3 separate regions of the Sus scrofa genome follow, and regions 2 and 3 are each linked to region 1. A link is a contact called in public Hi-C data. All regions are on one chromosome and are shown on one strand. The core of a region is the stretch at or near the end of the contact, and the rest is flanking DNA. Distances in the headings are between cores, read along the strand shown.

The links. A called contact is a pair of places that touch in the nucleus more often than the background predicts.
Region 2: a contact with region 1 is called in a Hi-C map of omental adipose tissue, with 2.1 times the contacts expected there. The contact joins two enhancer-like sites. A contact is called at or near these places in 1 of 47 Hi-C or Micro-C datasets (omental adipose tissue) and 2 of 2 datasets of contacts at active chromatin or transcription factors (alveolar macrophages and skeletal muscle).
Region 3: a Hi-C map of liver shows a contact between it and region 1, with 4 times the contacts expected there. The contact joins two enhancer-like sites. A contact is called at or near these places in 1 of 5 promoter capture datasets (liver), 4 of 47 Hi-C or Micro-C datasets (embryonic fibroblasts and liver) and 1 of 2 datasets of contacts at active chromatin or transcription factors (alveolar macrophages).

Annotation. Positions count from the first base shown.
Region 1 is chr12:43,328,203-43,332,335 of Sscrofa11.1, reverse strand. No RefSeq gene overlaps it. Among named protein-coding and RNA genes, the nearest start is that of MIR365-2, 5.5 kb to the right of the region's middle. Within about 2 kb of position 1,610, at least 44 of the 83 cell types and tissues checked have an H3K27ac peak or open chromatin away from gene starts, as enhancers often do. A contact at or near this core is called in liver, omental adipose tissue and skeletal muscle, where this site is marked.
Region 2 is chr12:43,179,708-43,183,972 of Sscrofa11.1, reverse strand. No RefSeq gene overlaps it. Among named protein-coding and RNA genes, the nearest start is that of COPRS, 91 kb to the right of the region's middle. Within about 2 kb of position 2,647, at least 17 of the 83 cell types and tissues checked have an H3K27ac peak or open chromatin away from gene starts, as enhancers often do. A contact at or near this core is called in omental adipose tissue and skeletal muscle, where this site is marked.
Region 3 is chr12:43,137,471-43,141,591 of Sscrofa11.1, reverse strand. It overlaps LOC110256058 (a long non-coding RNA gene), which reads right to left. Exons shown (of 3, transcript XR_002337266.1): 2 at 1,710-2,758; 3 at 1-1,471. Among named protein-coding and RNA genes, the nearest start is that of COPRS, 48 kb to the right of the region's middle. Within about 2 kb of position 2,396, at least 4 of the 83 cell types and tissues checked have an H3K27ac peak or open chromatin away from gene starts, as enhancers often do. A contact at or near this core is called in liver, where this site is marked.

The DNA.
Region 1 (4,133 bases), core at 361-2,860:
GCCCGTGTGACACACTGGGCACATGGTGGTGGGGTGAGGCTGTGCGTGGTAGCTGCTCTTAAGTAACAGCGTGGCTCACCCCAGGGCCTGTGGGGCCAGCCAAGTAACCCCAATGAAGCCGGCCCTGAACTTGGCAAGCCTTGCTGCCTCGATTTGTGGGGAGAAAACATGAAAAGAAAAGCAAGTCCTTGCTGTATATGGGGCGGGTTTAGTGTTCCTCTTTCTTTAGGGAAATATGCCTGATACACCCCCTGGAGAGAGGTTGGGGGGGGAGGGTGAAGTCACTGACTTTGGTGGCGGGGAGGGGGGGTGTTCGTTTGATCACCTATTAGTACCAGAGTCAAGATAATGTTCTCTTGGATCCTTTTCTATGGAGCTTGCAGCTGTGAGCTTAAGAACATGGGTGGAAAAAGTTTTTTTACAAATGTGTCTTAAGGAGTTCCCTGGTGGCCTAGGTAAGGATCTAGCATTGTTACTGCTGTGGCGCAGGTTCAATCCCTGGCTCGGAAACTTCTCTCTGCTGCAGACGCTACACCCCCCCCAAAAAAAGTGTCTCTGCTCTTAGAACTAAGAAGACGGTTAAACAGATACTTGGAACCAGGACTTGTATATAAGCAAAATACTGGTCTCCAGTTTGCCTGGCCAGACCACTCGCCCCTAGCTGGTTAGTGTGGAGGGTTTTCCCTTCCCTGGCCTGAGTCTCTGTCCCTCTCCCCCTCCCGCGTCTGGTGATGGCAGACATTTATTGTCGCTCAGGTCTGGGTGCATGCTAACCTTGGCCCAATCGCTGAATGTTAAAAACATCTGGCAAAATAGGGCAGTTGGACAATGGGCCTTTTCTGTAGAGCTGGGGATAGAGACGGGCAGTGTCGGGATCCCTCTTAAGCATTGACGGCGGAAAGGGGCGGGGCCCAGGATCCTGACTCTGTAGGTAAGGGGTGGGGATGGGGGGGGGGACTCCTTAAAATAGAAGTAGGCCTGAGATCCAGCTCCCCCTGTTTCCAGAGCCCGAGTGGGGGAGGGGGCCGCGGCCATCCTTGGCATCCTCCTTTGGTCCTTTGGGTGGCTTTCGTTGTAATTAGACAAGTCGTGACAAATAGCCCATCGCCCTTTGGGCTTGGGAGCTGTGAGGAGTCCTGCCTGGAAACCCAGCGCGGTTCACTTGGGAGCCGTAATTAGGGAAGAGAACAGTTCACGGGCCCTTGATTCAATAAAGACCCTTTTATGATGTTGGTTTTTCCCAGAAAAATCATACCACTTTGCCCCGTTTATTGCATTTAGATGTGTAATCATATTAGGACTAAGCAGCCCCAGGGACCAAAGTTACGTACTTGGGGTTTTCACCAAAGGCTGTTAGCCTGTCTTTAGAGGAAAGCGTTGTCCTCAGAGGGGGAAAAAAAAAAAAAAGGACAACGACAAGGAACATTTTTGAGGATTTTCTCTTTAGGCATTTCAAGGACGCTTTCTTCCTTCAGGGTGAGAAGCGACCCAGGGCAGGAAAAAAAAAAAAAAAAAAAAAAACACCAGAAAGTGAAACTAACTCCTCCGCTTGGTGTCAGACCACAGCCCTGCGTGCCCAGCGTGGTCCCTCCCTTGTCCTTTACGATATCTGGCAGTCAGATGGGTGGCACGTGCCCGGCAGAGGGCTGGAGGCAGCGCCAGGAGGATGCTTGTGTCCTCTCCACCAGGAGTCTGGTGGCCCAGCACGTCCCCACCGCGGTGGCAGGGCTGCAGGCTGGTGTTTGCAGGTGGCAGTCCTCGCCTCCCCCAGGCCCCTCCCTGTTAGGGCCCGCAGCCCTGACTAAATATAGTCCTGAGGTCCAGGCGGTTTTCAGTTTGTTGGAAGGGTTCGCCTGGCCCCGCCCACGGTGCCTGGCCCCGCCCACAGCGCCTGGCCGCCACCTTCCCGGGGGCATTTGGCATCCGGAGGGCACTCTCACCTGCCGGGCCCCTGCCCCCTCCCCTCTTACCTCCTTACCCCAGATCGCGGGTCAGGCGGGCTAAGAGTGTTTCCCAATCGCGGAGTCAAATCCCTCCTAGAAATCTACCCAGTGCCAGGGTTAGGTAGAGAGCACCAGTGGTGCCCAGAACCTCTTTCCCAATTCGTGGTTTAGAAATCTCCGGCCGAGAGGAAATTTCTGGGAGTCATTCATGGGATTAAGAAATGGAGAGGGCGGGACATTTCAGAATGCCAAAACCACGTGGCGTTGAAAAGGGGGAAAATCCGCTTAATACCAGGACATCTAATGGGAGTTACTGCTGAAATAACTGAAGATAACATCCTTTAATGGAGAAGAACTGGTTTGTCTGTTGATGGATAATGCATATGAAAATATTCTTTTTGTGGGAGTTCTCTTTGTGGCTCAGCAGTTAATGAACCCGTCTAGGATCCAAGAGGATGCAGTTCGATCCCTGGCCTGGCTCAGTGGGTTAAGGATAGGGTGTTGCTGTGAGCTGTGGTGTAGGCTGGCAGCTATCGCTCCGATTCAACCCCTAGCCTGGGAACTGCTGTATGCTGTGGGAGTAGCCCTAAAAAGCATTAAAAAAAATGTATTTTTGTGTCCCTGCTTTCAAGATTTGAGGTGTGTATGTCCCACCCCAATCTTATACTTTAGACTTTCTAGGTATTTTATACTTTTTGGAAAAAGTGCTATTACATTATATATAGATATTATATAATATAAAATTGGGGATTTTTGCCTCTTTTTTTTTTTTTTAAATCTCTGAAGGAGTATAATTAGAACATCTGAAACCAGATTATCTGTTCGTACATTTTTCTAATTAGCTGTTAGGAATTTGTGGTGAGATAAATAATTTTAGATTTCCAGTGAAACTTTGGCCACGGGGAGGTCCCCAGGAAGTATTCCAGGGGAAAAAGATCACGGGAGTTCAGTTGGGGCTGCCACCTGCTCACCGGCTCCCCGCCGCCCACCCCAGGACACCTAATGGGCCTGCCCATTAGGCAGCAACAGTGACCAGAAAGGTTTTCTTTTCCTTGTTGTGAGTGAATGGAGTTGGAAAAATTACGCATTTATGTTGGCTCATTTCTGTTCCTGACAGTGGAGCTGGCAGATGAAGATTGGGTTTAAATGCTACTCTAGTAGATTGTTTTCAGCATTAATGGTGGTAGCTGTTCTTTGGAGGAAAAAGTCCTGTTGCTCTGCGTTCATTCAGTTGTATTTTCTGTGTGCCTTGTGCGGGCTTTCTGTGCCAGGCAGCCTAGGGCGGCGGGGGGCAGGGGGCAGACTGCAGGGATGGGGACCCTCCACCAAGACCGAGGAGTGACCGAGCGTTTGCACTTTGTAACCGTTTGTGGTGCAAGCCCACACCCCTTACCCAAAATTCTGAACTCCAGAAAAGTAAGTCAGAAGTTGTTTTTCTAACTAATTTTGTGGGAAATCCGGACCCGAGTTGACTTGAGGCTGTTCAGAGGGTGACCCTTCACGGCTTTCGCTGCGGAGGCGTGCATCTGTGTGATTACAGGAGCTGCCCTGCTGAGGTGTTGTGTAACCTGTGCCCTGTGCACCACATCCCATGTCTAAAACCTGAAAAATTCTGGAACACATAGAGCCTGAAGGTTTGGGGTAAGAGGTTGCGGCCCTGGACGAAGCGCATCAGCCTAGCCTAGAGGCTGGCCCCGTGACCCTCAGAGCCCTCTCTCCCCTCCCCAGGCCTTGAGCTCCCCCCGGTTTTGCTCATCCTTGGTACCCAGCTGGGTGAGTGGTGTCTGCAAGGTGCTGAGTGAAGACTAGTCAGAAGCACTGACTTAGGAGTTCCTGTCGTGGCTCAGTGGTTAACGAATCCGACTAGGAACCATGAGGTTGCGGGTTCGATCCCTGGCCTCGCTCAGTGGGTTAAGGATCCGGTGTTGCCGTGCACTGTGGTGTAGGTTGCAGACGTGGCTTGGATCCCGAGTTGCTCTGACTCTGGTGTAGGCCGGCGGCTATAGCTCTGATTAGACCCCTAGCCTGGGAACCTCCATATGCTGTGGGAGCGGCCCTAGAAATGGCAAAAAGACAAAAAAAAAAAAAAAAAGAAGCACTGACTTGGCTCATGAAAGCCAAGTACCTTAGGCTTTGAGGGCCGGCGGGGGTTCTCTCTTGCAACTCTTCTGGCTCTGCTGTCAGAGCATG
Region 2 (4,265 bases), core at 1,398-3,897, 150 kb after region 1:
ACCCAAGTATCCATCCACAGATGAAAAGATAAACAAAACGTGGCATAAACATAATACGGAATATTATTCAGCCTTAAAAAGGAAGGAAATTCTGACACAGGCTATAACACAGATAACTTGGAAGACGTGATGCTAAGTGAAATAAGCCAGACACAAAAGGATAAATACTGTGTAATTCCACTTACCAGGTACCTAGACCAGGCAAACGCATCAAGACAGAAAGAACAGAGATGACCACGGGCTGAGGGGAGGGGAGCCAGGAGTCCTTGTTTAATGGGTCCAGAGTTTCAGTTTGAGATGATGAAAAAGTTATGGAGATGGATGGTGGCAATGGTTGCCCAACAAGGGACTTAATGCCACTAAATTGTCTAAAGTTGCTAAAATGGTAAAGTTTATAAAATGCCAATAGTTATATGTATTTTACCACATTTTTTAAAAAATCTTTTTAGGGCCACACCCTCGACATATGGAAGTTCCTAGGCTAGGAGTCAAACCAGAGTTGCAACCTACAGCACAGCCACAGTCACTCGGGATCCCAGCCCTGTCTGCAACCTGCACCACAACTCACAGCAGCACCAGATCCTTAACCCACCGACTGGGGCCAGGGATCGAACGCAGATCCTCATGGGTGCTAGTCAGGTTCATAACCTGCTGAGCCACAGTGGAAACTCCCAATTTTAAAAAAAAAAGGTCGGGGGGAGAAAATGGGGCAGAAGGACAAGAAAGGCGAGCCCTCGGGTCCTGAGACAGGGAGGAGAATACCTGCTGAACTTCTACAAGATGTGAAGCCCTGGCCGGGTGGGCTCGTCCCGTGTGCTGTTTCACTGAATTCTCAAAATGACCCTTTCGGGTAGGAACTGTTATTAAACTGAGGTTCAGAGAGTGCCTCGTGCAGCGTCACCAAACCAGATAGTGGTGGACAGGGACTCCAACCCAGGTGTGGACTTGCTTTAGAAGGGCCACCCTGTGTGGACTGTGGTGCCAAACTACCAGGGTTTAGATCCTGTTTCCCCACCATTTTTAAGGTGCGTGAACGAGAATAAGCTACTTTTAACTTCCCCGTGCCTCAGTTTTCCTCCTCCAAAAAATGGGGGTAGTTATTACCTCAATGGGCTGTTGTAAGACTTAAACAATATAGATAATATGCTGAGCACAGTACACACAGAAAAGTATGTTTTTATATACACACACACATATATATTACCTATTTTGGTAAGTGTTATGCAAGGTACATAAGACGCTGGCACATGGTAGGGGGCTCCCCAATGGTACTTCCCGTTTCCTCGCTCCTCCAGTTCCCCTCCCATGTGAGACTCTGAGAAAGTGTTAATGGCTATTTGTCCTGGGTTTTTCTCTAAATGTCCGGGTTGGACACAGCCAGCATTGGCAGGAACCTCTGGCCTTTCCTGTGCTTCCCGTCCTGCCCACACCAACGGGGGCTCCTGGAAAGAAGCCCATCAGGCTGAACCCTCCAGGAAGGAGGCGAAAGATGAGTCATTTCAAAAACGTGCTTCTGGCCTGTCTGTGCCAGTTCCATCCCCTCGGTCCTTCGTGTGGATCCCAAAGTCCCAAGGCAGCCAGGAGCACTCCCGGGAGCCCTGGAACAGCCTCAGGCCTTCTCTGGGGGATGGCAGGGTTGGTGGGGTGGGGGGCTAGGAGCACGGAATGATCCTTCCCCTAAATGAGCATTCATTTATCATCTCCAGCTACCCTCCAGGAACAGAAGGAGTGCTTTCTCCATTTTACCAATGAGGACACAAAGGCACAGAGAGGTTGAGACACTTGGCCGGCGTTACCCAGCATGTCCACACAAGAGTCAAATTTAAATCGAGGCCTTTCTTGATCCAAAGCACAGGCGCTTCCTACGGCCCCTTTCGCTCCCTACTGAATGAACCACAGCACCTTCAGCACTGCCACTTATTGGCTCTAGGAACGTGGGTAAGTCCTTGCCCCTTTCCAACCCTCAGTACCCACAGTCCTAAGTGGGAAAGCTACCTTACACAGTTGTTTGTTCATTCAACAGTCACCAGCTGAGCCCAGAGCCATATTTACAGGGACGCGGCTGAAGCTTCAACGGCACAGCCTCCTCTGCACAGGCTCTTTCTAGAATCCTGAGCAGGGTCTAGTCAAATTACACATTTTTCTTGAAGCCCCAGAAAACCTGAACCCACCCCTGCTACCAAGCCATGGATGCTTTATGGAATGGCCATGCAGGGACACCATGCTTGTCAAGTCCCCAGCACAGGGCCTGACCAGTGCTACCTGAGCCAATGGCATTTGGCGTCATCACTCCTCCTTTATTGTCTGTCCCTCCCGCATTAAAAATGTTAGCCCTCCCAGGACAGGGACCTTGGTGGGCTTTGTCCGCTGAGGTAGCCCAAGAGCCCGGAACAGTGCCTGGCACATGCTCAGAGCCCCGAAAATATTCTCTGACCCTTGAGATCGTGTTCAACTTTCCAACCCACAGATGAGAAAACTGTTCCAGAAGGTGCGTCTTTCCCACGATCGGGGCCAAGCCCCGGGGCCTCACAACCCCCGTGAAAGGCTCTCTGTTACTTCTTGCTGCTTCTCCGGTGACTCACACTGGGGCCCGAGAGACATTTTTGGAATAAACATCTAGGGAGCAACGTCGTGAGTAAGAAAAGCAAGGGAAGCGGCAGAGGAGGGAAAGAGCGAGGCTGTCCAACTGGACGACGAGGGTGCAGGACAACCAGCTGATTTCAGAAGCTAGAGAAACAAGTCCCATTTTAATATAAGGATGTCCCAGGCCACGTCTGGGGCATATACTTAGGCTGTACCATCAAGAGTCGCTGTTTATCTGAAACGCAAACTGATCTGAACATCTTGGATTTTATCTGGCAGCTCTGCCTTAGAATTCCAAAGAACTTACTTCAAATTCTTGCTCTGCTCTTTACCAGAGCAAGAATTTGAATGTCTTTGGGTAAAAACCCTGACTCGTCTATGCCTCGATTTCCTTGGCTGCAAACCATGGCTAACACGACAGCCTCCTGGAGTTGCTGTGCAGCTGAGGAAACGCTGTCTCTTACCACGGGCACAGGGTCAACGGCCTCTCAATGTTGGTTTCTCGTCCCCTCCCTTTTTTGTCTTTTTTGGGGCCACATCTACAGCAGGGGGTGTATCAGGGATTGAGTGGGAGCTGCAGCTGCCGGCGTACACCACAGCCACAGCGATACTGGATCTGAGCTGTGCCTGGGCTTAAGCCACAGCTTGGGGCAACGCCGGATCCTTTACCCATTAAGCAAATCCAGGGATCAAACCCACATCCCCACTGACATGGTGTCGGGTTCTTAACCTGCTGAGGCACAACAGGAACTCCTTCATAAACATTTTTTTAATGCCCTCTTTGCCTTTCTTACATGAAACTCAGTGATAAAAAGGACCCATTTACACACAAACTGAAAAGAATGAATGCTCTACTTGCAATTTAAGAGCAACATAAAAGGAATGTAATAAAATAGTATTTCAATCTGTGAGTGCTTGGGTATATGGTAGGGAGATGCTTGCAGAGACTAAGAAGAAATAAGTTTAGATTAAGAAGTGAGAGGATTCAATATTATGTTGAAATATTTGAAATGCTGATATGGGAGTTTCCGCTGGCACAGCAGAAACGAATCTGACTAGTATCCATGAGGACCCAGATTCAATCCCTGGCCCCGCTCAGTGGGTTAAGGATCCGGCGTTGCCGTGAGCTGTGGTGTAGGTTGCAGAAGTGGCTCAGATCCTGCATTGCTGTGGCTGTGGTGTCGGCCGGCAGCTACAGCTCCGATTGGACCCCTACCCTGGGAACCTTCATATGCCGCGGGTGCAGCCCTAAAAAGACAAAAAAGAAACTGCTAATATAGAACTGTTTTTGATCTAAGAAAATGTAGTTTCCTATGATTCTACCTACTATTTGACATTCTAAATATAAGCAACTTACAGAGACAGACGCAAAGATTTTCAAACCAGGAGTTTCCAACGTGGCTGAGCAGAAACGAATCTGACTGGTATCCATGAGGATATGGGTTTGATCCCTGGCCTTGCTCGGTGGGTTAGGGATCCAGCGTTGCCATGAGCTGTGGTGTAGGCCAGCAGCTGCAGCTCCAATTTGACGCCTAGCCTGGAAACTTCCATATGCCAAAGGTGCAGCCCTAAAAGGCCAAAAAAAAAAAAAAGGTTTTCAAACCGAATTCATGGTTACCAAAGGAGAAATGTGGGGCAGGAGGGATAAATTAAGGGGTTGGGATTGACATATACCCACTAGT
Region 3 (4,121 bases), core at 1,147-3,646, 190 kb after region 1:
TTGACTTTAGACAAACTGCATTTCAAGTGCCCAACAGCCACATGTAGCTGGCGGCTCCCTTGTTGGATGGGGTAGCTTCAAAGTGTCTGGTTTGGCGGCCTACCTTGCAGACGTAAAAGAGTTGAACCTCCCTGCCTCCTCCATGGCCAGAGGGGAAGCAATTTTTATGGCCGATCAGCATGGCATCCACTTCTAACCTCACCTCTGCGCCCCTCCTGAAACTACACGCTTGGTAAAGATGCCCTTGCACACAGAGAGTGGGTACAGACATGCTGTGTTCCCTTCTAGACGCTCCAAACCCGTCCCCTTGACCCCCGTGGAGAGGAGTGAGTGCCCTGTATTAAAAGAAGAACAGCTTCTTGCAAAGACTGCCACGGGGGAGGGTGCGCTAGTCAGCTGAGGCTGCCATCCCAAAGCACCGCACACTGGGTGGCTCACACAACAGAAATTTGTTGTCTCACGATGCTGGAGCCTGGAAGTCCAAGATCAAGGTGTGGGCAGGGCTGGTTCCTTCTGAAGCCTCCCTCCTTGGCTTGTGAATGGCCATCTTCTCCCTGTGTCTTCACACGCTCTTCCCTGTGTGTGTGTCTGTGTTCTGATCACCTCTCCTTTTAAGGACATATGACCTCATTTTAACTTACCTCTTTAAAGAACTTCGGTCTCCAAATATAGACACATGCTGAGGTATTGGAAATTGGGACGTTAACATAGGAATCTTGGAGAAACCAACTCGGCCCATAACAGAGGGAAAATACAGGGAACTCTGAGATTAAATGCGGGCTAAGAGTCCCAAGATCTTGAGATTTCAACAGGAAAGGCCAAAGCTGAGAGTAGGAGGGAGATGAAAGCAGGTCTCTATTTTTACCAGAGTTGAATTACTCCTAGAGAAGATTGCCTTTTATTTGAGGACAAATCCACTCCGTGTGTCTCATAGCTGTGAAGACAGAAAGCAAACACTCCTGTAGCTATGGAGATGGGGAGACAGCCAGGGCTCGTGGGAACCAAGCAAGTCTGTGAGATGCAGGAAAAGGTTCTCCGGGTAGCAGAGTGGTACCCTGCCAACGAGGAGAGAAAAGTCTCTTGCGCCAGGCACGGATGTGGACTTTCCTGTGCCAGAAAACCATTTTTTAAGCTTAGGATTATGGATGGTCTCATGCAGGCCACACTCGCAGAAGATGAGAAACTGAGACCTGGTCTTCACCGAGAGCTGGAGAAGAGACTGTAAAAATGACCCTGCCCTGGGCAGGACTGTGTTAACGTCCTGCTCGGGATGCTATTTAAGACTGAGGGTCGGGACTGGGACTGGCTCTTTGGGGTTGGAGGTAAAGCCACGCTGGGCTCTCCGGGCAGAAACATACCAAGGAAGGACTGGAGGGGTTCCCCTGCCAGGAGTAGACGTTCCTGCCATCGGTCATCCTGGGAAGAGGTCATCCCGCAACATCAAATCAAGACTAGGGCTGCCTGTGTCCACCTAAAAGGAGAAGACACTCATCTCCTCCGTGACCCTGCAGGTGCACAGGACCAAAGCTGGGCAGAAAATGACGAGGCTCTGTGACATGCCCACCGACCCGTGTCCTGCGCAGGATGGCCAGGGTGGCAAGGGACAACCAGGACAGAACGGCTGAACATAGAATCAGCCCCCCTCCCCGCCCCCAGAGGGTCACCAAAAATACTCAGAGACCAGCAAGATGAAGCTCAAGTGACAGTACCATAGATGTTCGATGAGAAAGTGACCTCTCTCCATAGCTACTGGCCAGACCTCTTATTCATCCTTTTGTCTCCAGAATGATCGTGGCACAGAGAAGGGCCTCAATAATCACAGGAGTTCCCGCTGTGGCTCAGTAGGTTAAGGACCCGATGTAGCCCGGGGAGAGATAAATTGGGATTAACAGATACACACTACTATTTGTAAAACAGATAACCAACAAGCGCCCACTGTGTAGCACGGGGAACTATACCCCATAGCTTGTAATGACCTGTCATGGCAAAGAATCTGAAAAAGAATATATGTATGTATTTATTTATTTATATAACTGAATCACTCTGCTGTACACCTGAAACTAACACAGCATTGCAAATCAACTATACTTCAATTAAAAATAAAGACAGATGTCCCCCGCTGTGACACAGCAGGATCTAGGGGTCTCTGAAGTGCTGCAACACAGATTCAATACCCAGCCCAGCAAGGCGAATGCCATATGCCACGGGGCAGCTAAAAAAAATAAGTCAATAATAACTTATCAACAATAAAATAATAATGACAAAAAAAATAGAGCTGAACTGAGCACAGCAAAAGATTTTAGTTAACAACTTAAAACAAATAAAGCCACTGGGCAGCTGTGACTATGGCAAGTGGCCACCACTGATCTCCATAAATGTTTACTGAATAAGTAACTAAAGGTATCAGGCGGGGACCCTGGACTCCCACACACACAGTCATTGTAACCAGTCACTGTTTTATCATTTCTCAGTTTCCTGAGCATTTTTTAGTGTACTTTGTACTTTCTGCTATCAGAGCTTACCCCACACAGGATGATAGTTGTTTACATAATTATAGCTGATTTGTAGAAGTATTTACAATATACCTGCTGCTTACACATGTTATCTCGATTACTCCTTGCAATAACCTGTGAGACGAGTGTCGGGTGACTGTGGCTCAGAGGGAGTCATTTATACCGGAGGAGGAAGAGGGTATCAGAAGCAGTCAGCAGAAACAGACAATGAAGTCAGTGAATTCAGGGCAAAGATCCAGAAGCACCTGTGCAGAAACAGAGAAAAGAAGGAGAGAGAAATGTCAGCATGTTTAGATTGGGGGGGACCCCAAAAGCAAGGGGCCAGAAGAGTCTGGAACATAGGAGACGTGTAAGCAAATGGTGTCAGGCTAAAGCAGCATATGCCCCAAATCCAGTAGCCCTGGCAACATGCCCCCACTCTATGCTCTGATGTTATATTAAGGAAAGCCATGTACAAAGCAAACAGTCATCCCAGGTCCGGCCACCTAGAGTCCAGCTGGCTCCACCTTTAAGCAAAGTCTGGGAGGAGTTGGAGAGCCGTTTGTGCCCTAAGTTGAGGTCCAGGGAGATAGGATCTGAATCGTGCCCGATAAAGGATTAACTTGAACTACACACTGAAGGGAGGGTGCCGGTCTAGCCCATACCTGTTGCTTCTGCCCCTGAGGTTGATCAAAGTCTGTGTGATTTGTCAGTTGTGTGTGTGCTCATCCCAGTGGCCTCACGTGTTCCTCCCTGGCCTCACTGCCTGGAGGAAACTCCAGGCTGAAAAAGGGTAGAAGTTCATGCCCCCATTTGGGGCTGGGCAGCTGCAGCAGCCCGCTACTTACCCTGCTCTCCTGATCCCCTACTGCCACCCAGCTGGAGTCCGTCCCAAAGTAGGACAGAGTTCAGACAGTTATAATTAAAACTGCAGACTGGAGGAGTTCCCTTTGTGGCTCAGTGGGTTAAGAACCTGACTATTATCTATGAGGATGCAGGTTCAATCCCTAGCCTCACTCAGTGGGTTAAGGATCCGGCATTGCCACCAGCTGCAGTGCAGGCTGCAGTTGCAGCTCAGACCTGGTGTTGCTGTGGCTGTGGCATAGGCTGGCAGCTGCAGCTCAGATTCAACCCCTAGCCTGGGAACTTTCATATGCTGCAGGTATGGCTGTAAAAAGGGGGAAAAAAAAAAAAAAAAGCCCTGAAGATCGGACAGGTCAAACACCTGGCCAAGACTGCCGTCTAGCAAGAGAGGGGGCAGGGATATCAACCTAGCCTGTCTGATTCCAAAGCCCACACTTCCAATCACCAGGAACAGATCCAGATTCCCATAACTAGCTGTAGCACCCAAACAAGTTTGTTTGGCTGAGTCCCCCACAGGTAAAAAGGTAATAAAATGACCTACCTAAGGATGGCTGAGAGGATTGGAAAGGATAGCCCTCAAGTCGTAGCTCAAGGCCAAGCCCCCAATAAAAGAACATCTGTGAGTAAAAGTTATTCCCATTTTCAGATGGAAACTCTCACCCTCATGGTTTAGGGACAAGACACCCCAAGACTAGGGCTACACGGCCACTTGCTGTCAAAGACAGAGCTGGATCCTGGGTTTTTCACCCCAAGTTCCATTCATCT